3 separate regions of the Gossypium hirsutum genome follow, and all the other regions are linked to region 3. The links are chromatin contacts, called in public Hi-C maps. All regions are on one chromosome and are shown on one strand. The core of a region is the stretch at or near the end of the contact, and the rest is flanking DNA. Distances in the headings are between cores, read along the strand shown.

Evidence for each region. A called contact is a pair of places that touch in the nucleus more often than the background predicts.
Region 1: a contact with region 3 is called in a Hi-C map of leaf, with 2.3 times the contacts expected there. The contact joins the promoter of LOC121232118 here to the promoter of LOC107919781 in region 3. A contact is called at or near these places in 10 of 34 Hi-C or Micro-C datasets (callus, hypocotyl, leaf and 2 more).
Region 2: a Hi-C map of leaf shows a contact between it and region 3, with 2.1 times the contacts expected there. The contact joins the promoter of LOC107955915 here to the promoter of LOC107919781 in region 3. A contact is called at or near these places in 3 of 34 Hi-C or Micro-C datasets (all in leaf).

The regions. Positions count from the first base shown.
Region 1 is chrA07:12,288,098-12,292,151 of Gossypium_hirsutum_v2.1, reverse strand. LOC121232118 (UDP-arabinopyranose mutase 1) reads left to right here and starts at 1,973. Exons shown (of 3, transcript XM_041117577.1): 1 at 1,973-2,381; 2 at 3,441-3,860; 3 at 3,949-4,054. The coding sequence starts at 2,040.
Region 2 is chrA07:12,337,439-12,341,772 of Gossypium_hirsutum_v2.1, reverse strand. LOC107955915 (receptor-like protein kinase FERONIA) reads left to right here and starts at 2,643. Exons shown (of 2, transcript XM_016891696.2): 1 at 2,643-2,648; 2 at 2,729-4,092. The coding sequence starts at 2,643. The coding sequence ends at 3,961. LOC121232121 (probable receptor-like protein kinase At5g39030) reads left to right here and starts at 1,536. Exons shown (of 2, transcript XM_041117581.1): 1 at 1,536-2,113; 2 at 2,207-4,092. The coding sequence starts at 1,536. The coding sequence ends at 2,636.
Region 3 is chrA07:12,113,614-12,117,592 of Gossypium_hirsutum_v2.1, reverse strand. It overlaps LOC107919781, which reads right to left and starts at 2,705. Exons shown (of 5, transcript XM_041117574.1): 1 at 2,573-2,705; 2 at 2,451-2,488; 3 at 2,300-2,369; 4 at 1,805-1,866; 5 at 272-563. The coding sequence starts at 2,660. The coding sequence ends at 375.

The DNA.
Region 1 (4,054 bases), core at 724-3,223, 180 kb before region 3:
ATATTGGTATCAATTTCACATTTTATCTTTAAAAATAATTTTTATTAAAAAATCACATTTTTACATTTAATATATTTTTTAATTCCAAAATATATAGTGACAAGAATATGAAGATAATTGAAACAACTAAGCAAGAAAAGAAGCTAACCCATATATAAAAGATTAATAAATAAATTATGAGGTGATGAAAGGTAATAAAAAATTTGGTTACGGTGGACAAATTTTATTACGATGGGTGACAGTTGTTACAAGGACCCAAAATTATTTTTTAAAATTTAACTCGAACAAATATATTTGATTCGAGAAAATTTCAAATTAAATTAAGATGATAAAATATGATTCGTCAACTCGATTAACTCAAAATTTTTTCATTCGATTCGATTTGATCAAACGCTCACCCTTACTAAATTCTACAAAAATATTCATTTAAGTCAGTGGATTGTTAGAATCATTAATACATAGTCTTCTCCATTCGCACTGTCTATACTAAGCAAAAGCTCTTCTTTCTCCTTTTTTTTTTCTTTTACAGTTTAGTTTTTTTTATAAATCAATTTTAAACGTCATGAACTTTCGAAACAAAATCTAAATAATTTTTTTTCTGATTTCCGACACTAATTATCATATTAAAGTATTAGATCTAAGATATGTTTTTTTATTCGTCGACATACATGCATATATTTTTAATTCAATTTTCTAATTAATTATAATTTAAATATAAAAAGAGGCAGAGGAAAACAATTTGGGAATAATGACTCTAACATGCCAGCATTTATTAATAAATCTACATATTCTAGCACATGGATTCATATTTTAGTCTTTTAATTTAATTAAATAATAAAAACAAACCCATTTTTAATAGGTTCATGTAGACATACATGCATCCCAGTTGTTCCACTACTTGTTATACATGGGAAGGAAAAGTCAATTTTCTTTTTAGAAAACACATTAAAATTAATATATTGCAGAGATGGAATATTTACATTTATGGCAACACATTCCTTCTCTCAATGGTAGGTTGAAATGCATATATTTATTGCCTTCTAAAACTTTTAATATTGCATTTGGATTTTGTATTAGAAGTTAGATTATATTTTATTTTTTTACTTAAAAAATAAATAAATTAGTCCTTGTACATTAAATCAAAGAATAAATTAATTATCTTTGTTAACATAATATTAATACTTTGTTGACTTCCAACATTTTAAAATTTAAAAATCTAATTAACTCAAGAAGTAAAATAAATAAATAAACCCTTACATTAAAAAAATAGTAAACTATACCCAATGTCACTAAACTTCATAAAATTACTAAATAATCACTGAATTATTTAAAATTTTTTATTTAAGTTACTAAACTATTCAAAAAAAATTATTTAAGTTACTAGGATGCTACTTTTTTAAAAAAAATTTTTTGACTAGCTAACTCTAAACGATGATTCGACGATTGGAACGATAGATCAATACACATCAACGAGTAGAAAAATATACCTTAGATTCAAGTTGATCTAATGGACAATGTCGGATATTAAAGAAGAAAGTTTTTTGGATATTGGTTCACAAATTTGTGACATTTAAAGTTATTTCATGAAAAAGAAATTGAAGAGTAGAATAGAAAGGGAAGAGAATTTTCGATATTGGTATAGGCAATGTGAGCATAGAAAGCAATACAATAATGATTTTAATAGCACGGTGGCTTTAAATGAAAATTTTTGAATTATTCAATGATAATCATTTTGTAATTTTTTAAAATTAAATAACTAAAACATAAATTTACTACTAATTTAGTGACCTCAGATACAATTTTCCCTTAAAACAATTGAAATTGCCTTAAGCCTTAGATTCAGGCTTTTTGCCTCTTTGAAGAAGTCAAATTACATTTAAGCACGTCTCTTCACACGTGCCACCACTTCATTTCGCACGTGCCATTCTTTTCCCCTTCCATATATACTCGCATTAATTCACAAAATCTCCCTCTCACCCAATCCCTCAAAAAGAAAAAGAAAAAAAAACCCATTCTTTTTGTTGTTTTTTAATCCAAAAATGGCTGAACCAGCAACGGCAACCCAAGCAGCAGCACCCGCAGTACCTCAACTAAAAGATGAACTTGACATTGTTATACCAACTATAAGAAACTTAGATTTTCTTGAGATGTGGAGACCATTTTTTCAACCTTACCATCTCATCATTGTTCAAGATGGTGATCCTTCAAAGACTATCAAAGTCCCTGATGGTTTTGGTTATGAACTTTATAATAGGAATGATATTAATAGGATTTTGGGTCCTAAAGCTTCTTGCATTTCATTCAAGGATTCTGCTTGTCGTTGCTTTGGTTATATGGTGTCTAAGAAGAAGTATATTTTCACCATTGATGATGACTGTTTTGTAAGTTTTCTTCTTCTTTTTTATTATCTTATTTTGATGTTTTGGATTCTGGGTTTTTGGTATTTTAGTCTAATTCTTGATCTTTAGATGTTTTGGTTTCTGGGTTTTTGTTGTTTTGGTCAAAAGATGAATTTTTTTTCATTGTTTTGATTGGATATTATCAATTGAAATTGATAATTTTGAGAGGAATGTGCACAATATGGATAGTGTTAGCTCTATTGGTATTAGGAATGACCCATAGGGAGGAAGCTAGTAGTTTATTTTCGGGGTATTAGAAATGAGTAATGACCATATTGTGCACAATATGGATAGCCTTTGTATATGCTTATTTTTTAAAATTTTACAGAGATTAAACTGAATTTTTTTTCAACTTTGGGATCTGAGTGTATTTTTACCATCAAACTAAGTAAAATGATAATTTGTCATTTTGGAGCCAGTGTCCCTGTCTGCCTCCTTCACTGTCCCTGCCGAGAATGTGGAAATTACGAGTAGTTTAAAATTTGTATAAAAAATATGAAACGATTTGATAAGTAATAACCTTCTCAATAATTTCATAATTTGAATTGATTTATGCATTTTTTTTATAGCATGATGCTGCATTATGGAATGTCTATTGTGATTTCATCTATTTTCATTTGACTAAAGAAGGTAAAACTACCACGGAAGCCTTAGTATTAAGAGTTACGGAAGCCTTAGTATTAAGAGTTGGATTGCATTTCTGTTATAAATTCCATCCATTTCTAGGGTTAAAAATTGGTCTCTATACATAAATACATGTCATTGTTTGGTTATTCCATCAATCACGTTAATTTGCTCTTTGATCTAACGTATTTTAAGTTGAGGGTATAAAATGCAATATAACTCTTAGTACAAGGTGCCTCTATGATGCTTTTACGATTAAAAACTTTTAAGTTATTTTTCACATGGAATGGTCATTTAGCTGCTTAGCACATGCTCTATCATATGAAAATTTACCTTTCTAATTTCTAAATAATTGATTTGCAGTGTGATCTACAACTTTCGGATTCTAAAAATTCTGTATATTGTTTATGATTTTAGGTTGCTAAGGACCCATCTGGTAAAGCAATCAATGCACTTGAGCAACACATCAAGAACCTATTGTCCCCATCCACACCCTTCTTCTTCAACACCTTATATGATCCCTTCAGAGACGGTGCTGATTTCGTTCGTGGCTACCCTTTCAGTCTTCGCGAGGGTGTTCCCACTGCCGTCTCTCATGGCCTATGGCTAAACATCCCAGATTACGACGCACCAACTCAACTTGTCAAGCCTCTCGAGAGGAACACTAGGTTTGTTGACGCGGTCTTGACAATTCCAAAGGGTACTTTGTTCCCTATGTGCGGTATGAACTTGGCATTTGACCGTGAGCTCATTGGCCCTGCAATGTACTTTGGACTCATGGGAGACGGTCAACCTATCGGTCGTTACGATGACATGTGGGCTGGTTGGTGCACCAAGGTATATCATCAAAACCCAAACCGTTCTATAAATTTTCAAATTTCATTACAAGGTAACCGGCTAACCTCCATTCGACGATTTTGTGTAGGTGATATGTGACCATTTAGCACTCGGGGTCAAAACCGGGCTACCGTATATCTACCATAGCAAAGCAAGTAACCCATTTGTGAACTTAAGGAAGGAATACAAGGGTA
Region 2 (4,334 bases), core at 1,394-3,893, 220 kb before region 3:
TTCTAATGTACTACTTATTTAATTCTAATTCTATTTTTTAAAATATTTTTAAAAAAAATTATTTTTAATATTCCTTGACATACCTTCAAAACCCATTGAATATAAATAGCATTTAACATCATTCATTTTATGCTCATTTTAAACTAATGTCACTTTCATGAAAGTTAAAAAATTGAGTTGACTTAAATCCAACTAAATATCATATTTTAAATTAGTATCATCTTATTTAATTAAATTCCTCTAATAATTAATAATTTTTTAAATATTACAAAAAAATTGTTATTTTAAATTATTTTAAAAAATTTTAGAGACGATAAGAGAAAAACTTTGAAAATATTTTTTTTGCCTTATTTTTTTTTCGGACATGTCATCAATAATTTTTAAATTTTGGTAGTCCAAGTACATCGATTAAATTATCAAAGTCCCAAACACTCTAATCTAGGAATTGGAAATACAAACTAAATTGAACCAAGGGAGATAACTTTGTAAATTTCATGTTCAGTAGAGATGTCCGACTTCATCTCTTTCTAATAATCATCAACTATTTCGTGTTCATTTCTTTTTTTAAGTCATTTGATATATTTTTCTCTTTTTTTAACTCATATGCTTTAGTTTTTTTATTTATACTTTTTTTAGATTTTTAAATTTTTTTATTTTTTTATTTTTTTAAACTTTAAGAATTAGAACTAAATTGACAAATGTTATAAATATTGAAGACTAAATTTATTTATTTTTTTACAAGTAGAACAAATTATAAATTTTGTAATAATTAGAGGGCTAAAATTTATTATTAGGCTAATAAAAAAAGACCAAATATGGGAGCAACTAATTGGAGAGTAACTAAAATATTTGATTTCGAAAAGTTGAGTGACTAAATCAAAAAAAATAATAATTAGGTGACCAAAATAAAACTAAAGGCATACATAAGTGACTATTTTTATAATATCCCCTTAAATTTTCAAAATTCCCATTAAATATTTTTTTCCTATAAAGAAAATTATTAATAATAAACTTTGAAAGAGGTAGAAGCCAATAAATGCCAACCCAACAAAGCAGACTCCATTGCAAACCAAATCACTACCAACCATTAAATAAAGGCCTTATTGGCAACCAATCCTTTATTTGAAAACCAATGTCAAATATTTATTTATTTTACTAAGTCATTTTGGTTTCGCTTTGGGTTGTTTTCTTAATTCCTCGTAGTCTAGACTACTATCTTTTTCTTTCAAAGTCATCCTTTTTATTGTTACTTGATGGACTTACAATAGCAGACTATTCTTTCCATTAGTTACCCAAATAAGACGTATGGGACATGAATAGGTCTAGTACAAGATTGAAGCTTAAATTGGTGCAATGAGCCAATGACCAAAGAAGGCAGTTTCCGTCTTTATTAGAAGACTTAAGCAAGTATCACGGTTTATTAGAATTTGATGAATTTTCTTGGCCTCTCCAGCCCTCTATAATTGCTTATAAATTAGGTTTTTCCTACAACATTCAATTAGTTATCCAAAAAGAAATCAATTGAGTCCCATGCAATGCTCACTTTTATTGTCTGCCTGTTGGTTCTCCATACTATAGCCATGGGTGACGAATCAGCAGCCTATACACCAACTGATTATATTCTCCTCAACTGTGGTGCATCTTCATCATCAGATTCTGTATCGGAAGAAGGCCGGAAATGGATCACCGATGAAGGATCCAAATTTTCCATCTTTTCCAAGAACACTTCATTTGCATCCACAGCCTCTAGGCAAGACCAGTCTATTACTCGAACTCCTTACATGACTGCTAGAGTTTTTCATGAGACATTTACTTATAGCTTTCCAGTATCACCTGGCCTTAAGTTTCTTCGTTTATATTTCTACCCGTTCCAATACTCTGGCTTTGATGGATCCACTTCTTTCTTCTATGTTACAGCCAACGATCACCTTCTCCTCCAAAATTTCATTGCTTATTTAACACTTTCTTCTGAGGATAACCAGGGAGCCTCGTTGATCAAGGAGTTTATGGTACCATGTTTCGAAACTGAGAAGCTGAATGTCACTTTTTGGCCGTCGCCCAACTCTTTGGCCTTTGTGAACGGTATTGAAGCTGTTTCCATGCCGAAGAACTTGTATGTAAAACACCAAGATAACTCTATATCTTTCGTAAATAGTAAGATTCCCTTTGACATCCCTGATGCTACTGCTTTTGAAACTGTTTATAGTCTAAACGTTGGCCAAGCAACCGCGGCTAACGTCAATGATACCGGAATGTTTCGAACGTGGCTTGACGATACACCTTATATCTTTGGAGGTGCACGGGGAATTACTCCTACTCGATCTAATGTTACAATCAAATACTCCAAAGACACCCCGGCATATACAGCTCCGGCTGTTGTCTACACCCAATCAAGAACAATGGGTAGGGATCCATATATCAATATGAATTACAATCTGACATGGAACTTCGATATTGATGGTGGCTTCAACTACCTCCTTAGGCTCCATTTCTGCGAGACTCTATTAGAATTTACAGAGGCAGGTCAACGAGTCTTTGACATTTTCATCAACAACCGTACGGCTCAAAAGGATGCCGATGTGATATATTGGAGTGGCGGTATAGCATTCCGGTGTATAAAGACTATGTTGTGTTGATTCCAAATGAAGGTCAAAATAAGCAAATTTTATGGCTAGCGTTAGACCCTGCTCGTTCGCAGTTTGTTGATGCAATACTACATGGTTTACAGATTTTTAGACTCAACAAATCCGACGGTAGTCTTGCTGTGCCAAATCCACAACCGAGTTCGAGTCATGCATCACGAAAACCAGGCAACAAGCAACCGAAGAAGGGCAAAGAGAATCTGCTTCCTATGAAGACTATCATTGGAGCTACCCCGGGATGCACAGCTACTGTATTGCTTTGCCTTCTACTTTCCATGATTTTCTGGCGAAAAAAACGTCATTCTTTTTCAATTCGAAAGTCGAAGGAAAGAAGAAAAGCTTCACCATTGCCAGACCAACTATGCCAGTGTTTTACATTAGCAGAAATCCAAGCAGTAACCAACGACTTTGACGATGCTTTCGTCATAGAGCGCGGCGGATTTGGTAACGTCTACAAGGGCTTCATCTCAAGAATCAAATCTGAAGTGGCAATCAAGCGATTGAACTCCTTGTCCCAACAAGGAGCACGAGAGTTTTGGATAGAAATCCAACTGCTTTCTCAGCTTCGATATGTGAATCTCGTGTCTCTAATCGGTTACTGCAACGATAACAACGAGATGATTCTTATCTACGAGTACATGGCAAATGGAACTCTCCGTGACCATCTCTACAACACGAAAAGGAATCCCCTGTCATGGAAACAGAGACTGAAAATTTGTATCGATGCAGCCCGTGGATTAGATTACCTACATTCAGGAGCAATTCATCGAATCATTCACCGGGACGTTAAGAGCACCAACATTTTGCTGGATGAGCAATATGTAGCTAAAATCTCTAATTTCGGCTTGTCTAAAATGAGTCCAATTAGCATGACAAATTTTCCACTTACAACAGTGGTAAAAGGTACTTTCGGCTACATGGACCCTGAATATTACAAGCGTGTACGATTGACTGAGAAGTCGGATGTCTATTCTTTCGGAGTGGTGCTATTCGAAGTGTTGTTTACTAGACTGGCAGTCGATTCAAAAGTAGAATATTCACAGATCAGTTTAGCTGATTGGGGTCGAAAATGTGTGGCGAATGAGAGTATTAATGAAAGCATCGATCCTTTTCTGAAAGGTAAAATTTCACCCAGCTGTTTAAGAACATTTTCCAATGTTGCAGAAAATTGTATTCATGAAAATGGTTGCGAAACGCGTTCCATGAATGATGTAGCAAATAGACTTGAGCTCGCTTTGCAAATGCAAGAAATTGAGGATGTTGAACAAAATTGTCAAGTTAGTGATGGAGCTCAGTCCCAAGTGAATCAAGATATCTAGTTTTAACAATTTATGTTACATGTTTTTTTTTTTTTGTTTATAAAGCATGTTTGCTTTACATAAACATATTTTCAATTAAGTTAATTACTTTGTATTCACTCAACTATTAGTAAATATTTTTTTTCATTCAATTATGAAAAGCTATAAAATAGTCATTTAACTATTTGACTTTTTCTTTTTTTAGTCACTAGTTTTTAAATTATTATCGGGAAGATTACTTGCAAACTTTTAAAATTGGCATGATAACAACTTTAACTGATCTAAACATTTAATATTGTGTTCATTTAGTCTTGATATTGAAATATTTAACCCTCAACATTTACACCTTGTATATTTTAGTCTCTTTTTGAAATTTTTTTTTTGTGATGTTAAG
Region 3 (3,979 bases), core at 1,456-3,955:
ATTAGTTTAGTATTCATCTTGTGCTCCTTAGGGGAGCCTTTTGAGTTTCTTATGGCTTGGTTTAAAGCTTGTTTGAATCTATGTCTTGCCTAGTTTGGTCCATTTTGGCTCTTTCGCAATGAGATAATGTTTAATGGTAAGTTGATTGATGATGCCCAACCTTTTAATAGTGCTATGCTTTCATCTTTGCTTTGTATTCTTGAAATGAACAATATAGATCACCATTTCTATACATATTTTTATATATAAAAGTAGGTTAAAATGACTTCACTTCAATGATAAGATGCAAAATTGTGAGCCCAAAAAAAAAACATAGCCCAAAGGTTACAATTACAAAACAAGAAACTTCAATCAATGCTTTGGTACATGATTGTTTATGGGTGGCTTTTGTCGAGGTTGGTCAATCCTTTGTAATCTTTATTCATCAAGTTTATAACTTCTTTAGCATCTACCTCGGATAGCCTTTTTGATTCAATTGTGTTGCCCATGACTGTAGGTTCATCATTATCAAGTCTTGAAGAAAGATTCTTCAAGCTAGGTTTTGCTTTAGAGTGCCCTTCAACCTGTATGTACTAAGAGAACATATTAATAATTAATAATTTAGTTTTTGATGTCAAATTATGATTTTGATCCCTCTATTATATTCAAATTTGATATTTACTTTTTTATATTTTGTTTGGCATAATTTGACTCATCTACTTTTAGAATGTTATTTATTGATCTAAATAAACTAATAACAACATTAAATATTTTGCTTATAATGTTTCGCAATTTTTTTTAAATACCCTTTCCACTGTATCATGCTAATATGTATTATTTTTTTTGTTGGAATGGGTGTTTTTAAGAAAATTTCATGTCAATATTTTAAGTAGAATAGTTAGTGGTATTAATTATTGAACTAACTAATGACATCATAAAAGTAGGACAAATGGCATCCTCCTTACTTAACAATGCCATATAAAGGCATGGATTCAAATCCCAGAAATAGCAAATGCTGAGATTTACTTGGTAGGTGGCACTCTCCCTCCATAAACCCCATAGACCTGTTGAACAGGTCTATTATCCACCCTATTGAGGGGTCATTTCTCTCCAAGTGGTCAAAATTCCCTTAACAACTATCAAATATATAGAGAGAGAGAAAGAGACTAAATCTCTAATTTTGTTATAATAGAAGGATCAAAATTTTATGCAAAAACAGAGGGATCAAACTCATAATTTAACCTAATTTATTATTCAAGGTTATTAAACTACACCCAATGTTATTAAACTATTAGTAAGTTTACATTTTGATCACTCAACTTCAAAAAGATACAAAATAGTCACTAAACTATTCAAAAGTTTTTATTTAAGTCATTGGGCTGTTAAGTTTTTTTTTTTTTAGGACCAGCTAGCGAGCTCCAAGTTACAATTTGGCGATCAGTACGGTGGATCAGTATCCATCGATGAGTAGAAGAATATACATTGGATCCAAATCAATCTAATAGTCAGTATCTGAGGGACAATTGTTTGGATTTTAGTCTGAAGATTCATAATGTTTAAAGTTGTTTCATGAAAAAATTGAGTTGTAAAAGAGAAGGGGAAAGGGAGCTTTTGATTGGTGTAGATGGTGCAAATAGATAAGGCCATACAACAACGATTTTAATAACCCAATTACTTAAATGAAAACTTTCGAATAGTTTAATGACCATCTTATAACCTTTTGAAGTTGAGTAACCAAAATTTAAACTTACTAATAATTTAATAATCTTGAGTGTAATTTACCTAATATAGAATAATTATATAAACCACTTGAGAGAAAGAGAACCTGATTACTTGCTTGATCGTGAAATTTTTGGGTGGACATAATTTCAGCATCATTATTCCCACCTGCATTCAATACACAACATTTATAATGAATATTGCTTAAATACAATATTAGAAGAGAAGGGGATGAAAGAATTTAAACCTGTAACATGTAAGTACTAGACGAAAGTCGTATTCATTTCTCAAACCATTTCAAGCACCAAAAACATCCCTTTTTATAAGAACAATTTTTTTTCTTTCCATACATGTCATTAGATATTCACACAATATCTTAATGTCCCTAAAATTTACCCAGCTTATAAACATACAAAGAAAAAAAAGGATCTAAGTGCTGCATTTGCATGCCTTTAATTTTTTTTTTTTTTTGCTCAGTTATGCTCAGGAGGGTGACGTTTAGGGCCACCATAATCATCACCAAGAGCTACAAAATCATCTCTTTCAACCTTAGTTTCATGATCCCATGTTTTACATTTGCCATCATAGCTGTAATTTGCACCTGAATTCTTTGAATCCACACCTACTTCATGTCCTCCCATTTTCCTTTCTCTAAAACCCTCATCAAATTCCTGCATAAATATATATATATAATCTTTTTAATACAAAAGATATCGTAATAGGATTGTAGATACTAAGATTCGAAACCCAACCTTTCGAACAGATACAACATATTCTTTACTTTCATCACCTAGAACAAAAATTGAAATAACAAGATAATCTTAACCAAGAGTGATCTAAAAGATAAAAGTTACACCAATTAATATATATATACCTTGATGAGAATGCATTGAGGACTTCTTGAGGGTATATAAAACTAAGAAAACCCAAAGTATTATATCTATGAACCTTATATGCAACATCTTCGGTGAATAAAAATAGGTTCTTTTTCTTTGCTTAAAAACTAATCAAAGAGATGAAATCTGGAATTTGAAGAGAGTCTCAAAGTTCAAAAACCCAATTAGTCAAAATTAGGGTTTTTGGACATTGTTGCTTAATTAATTAAAAATATTGATTTCTGTGATAAATACAGAGCTTAGGAAAGCTCACCAATTTTATTTTTTTTAAATAACTATATCAGCTAATATCCAATTTAAAAATTAATGAAAACAGATTAGTATTCTTTTTTTTAAAAAAGCTTGAATGTGATTTTGTCCCCTATTGTATTTGGATTGGAAATGTTGATTTTGTCACTCTTTGTTTTCATGCATGCAACATTGATTATAATACGAAATGTTAATTAAAATACTATTTTAATTATATGCTAAGATTTTAAAAAATTCTGGAATTTATTTTTCAAGCTTAACTAGTTTGTTTCATTCAATATAATATATTGGTTATAATTTATTAGATGCTATTTGAGACTTATTTTGTATTATTAAATAAAAAGGGTCAGAGATTCTTCTGCTTGATTAAAATATTACATAAAACAAAGGAGAATGTGATATTAAAAAAGAAAAAAAGAAAAAACAAATCTACCTATCTTCCCTAGGATACCCTGTTGTATCTATATAGCTAGGCAAATTTCTAGTTTTCTTTCTTTTTATTAAAAAAAGTTTTCGTTTTAAAGGCATGCTTTATTGTTATATTAAATTATATAAATGACTTTCGCCCTCAATTTAGTCAACCAAAATTATTTAAAAGGTTTTTTTATTAAAAAACATTATTTTCCTAAATAATATCGCCCAAGATTAAAATCTTAAGTTAATAAATATTGAGTATAATGGTAAAGTGCATTATACTTTAAAAAAAAAAATGCAGGTTCAAACTTTGAAAACGAAATTGTTGAAAAAGACAATTATAAATACTAAACAGTATACAAAATTGTTCGAGTGCCATCATATGCAAATGCCACGTGTAAATTCTTTATTAAGTTATTTTAGATTTAAACCTCATCATTAATTCACATTATTTAAATTTATTCTAATCTAACTTCAAATATATTTTAATTCTAATTGATGAAATGTACATTACCTATCCTTTTTACTATACTTGTGCAACACTTAAATAAATATTAAATTCCTATAAATGTGAGAAAAAAATTAGGGTGAAAATAGCAATTAAACAAGACAACTAAATGAGAATATATTATTTATTTTAATAATATAATTTCCAATTAAACCACACATGAGTAGCAAAAAAATTGTGTTTTAAGTTTCATTTTATATAATTTCAAGTAAGA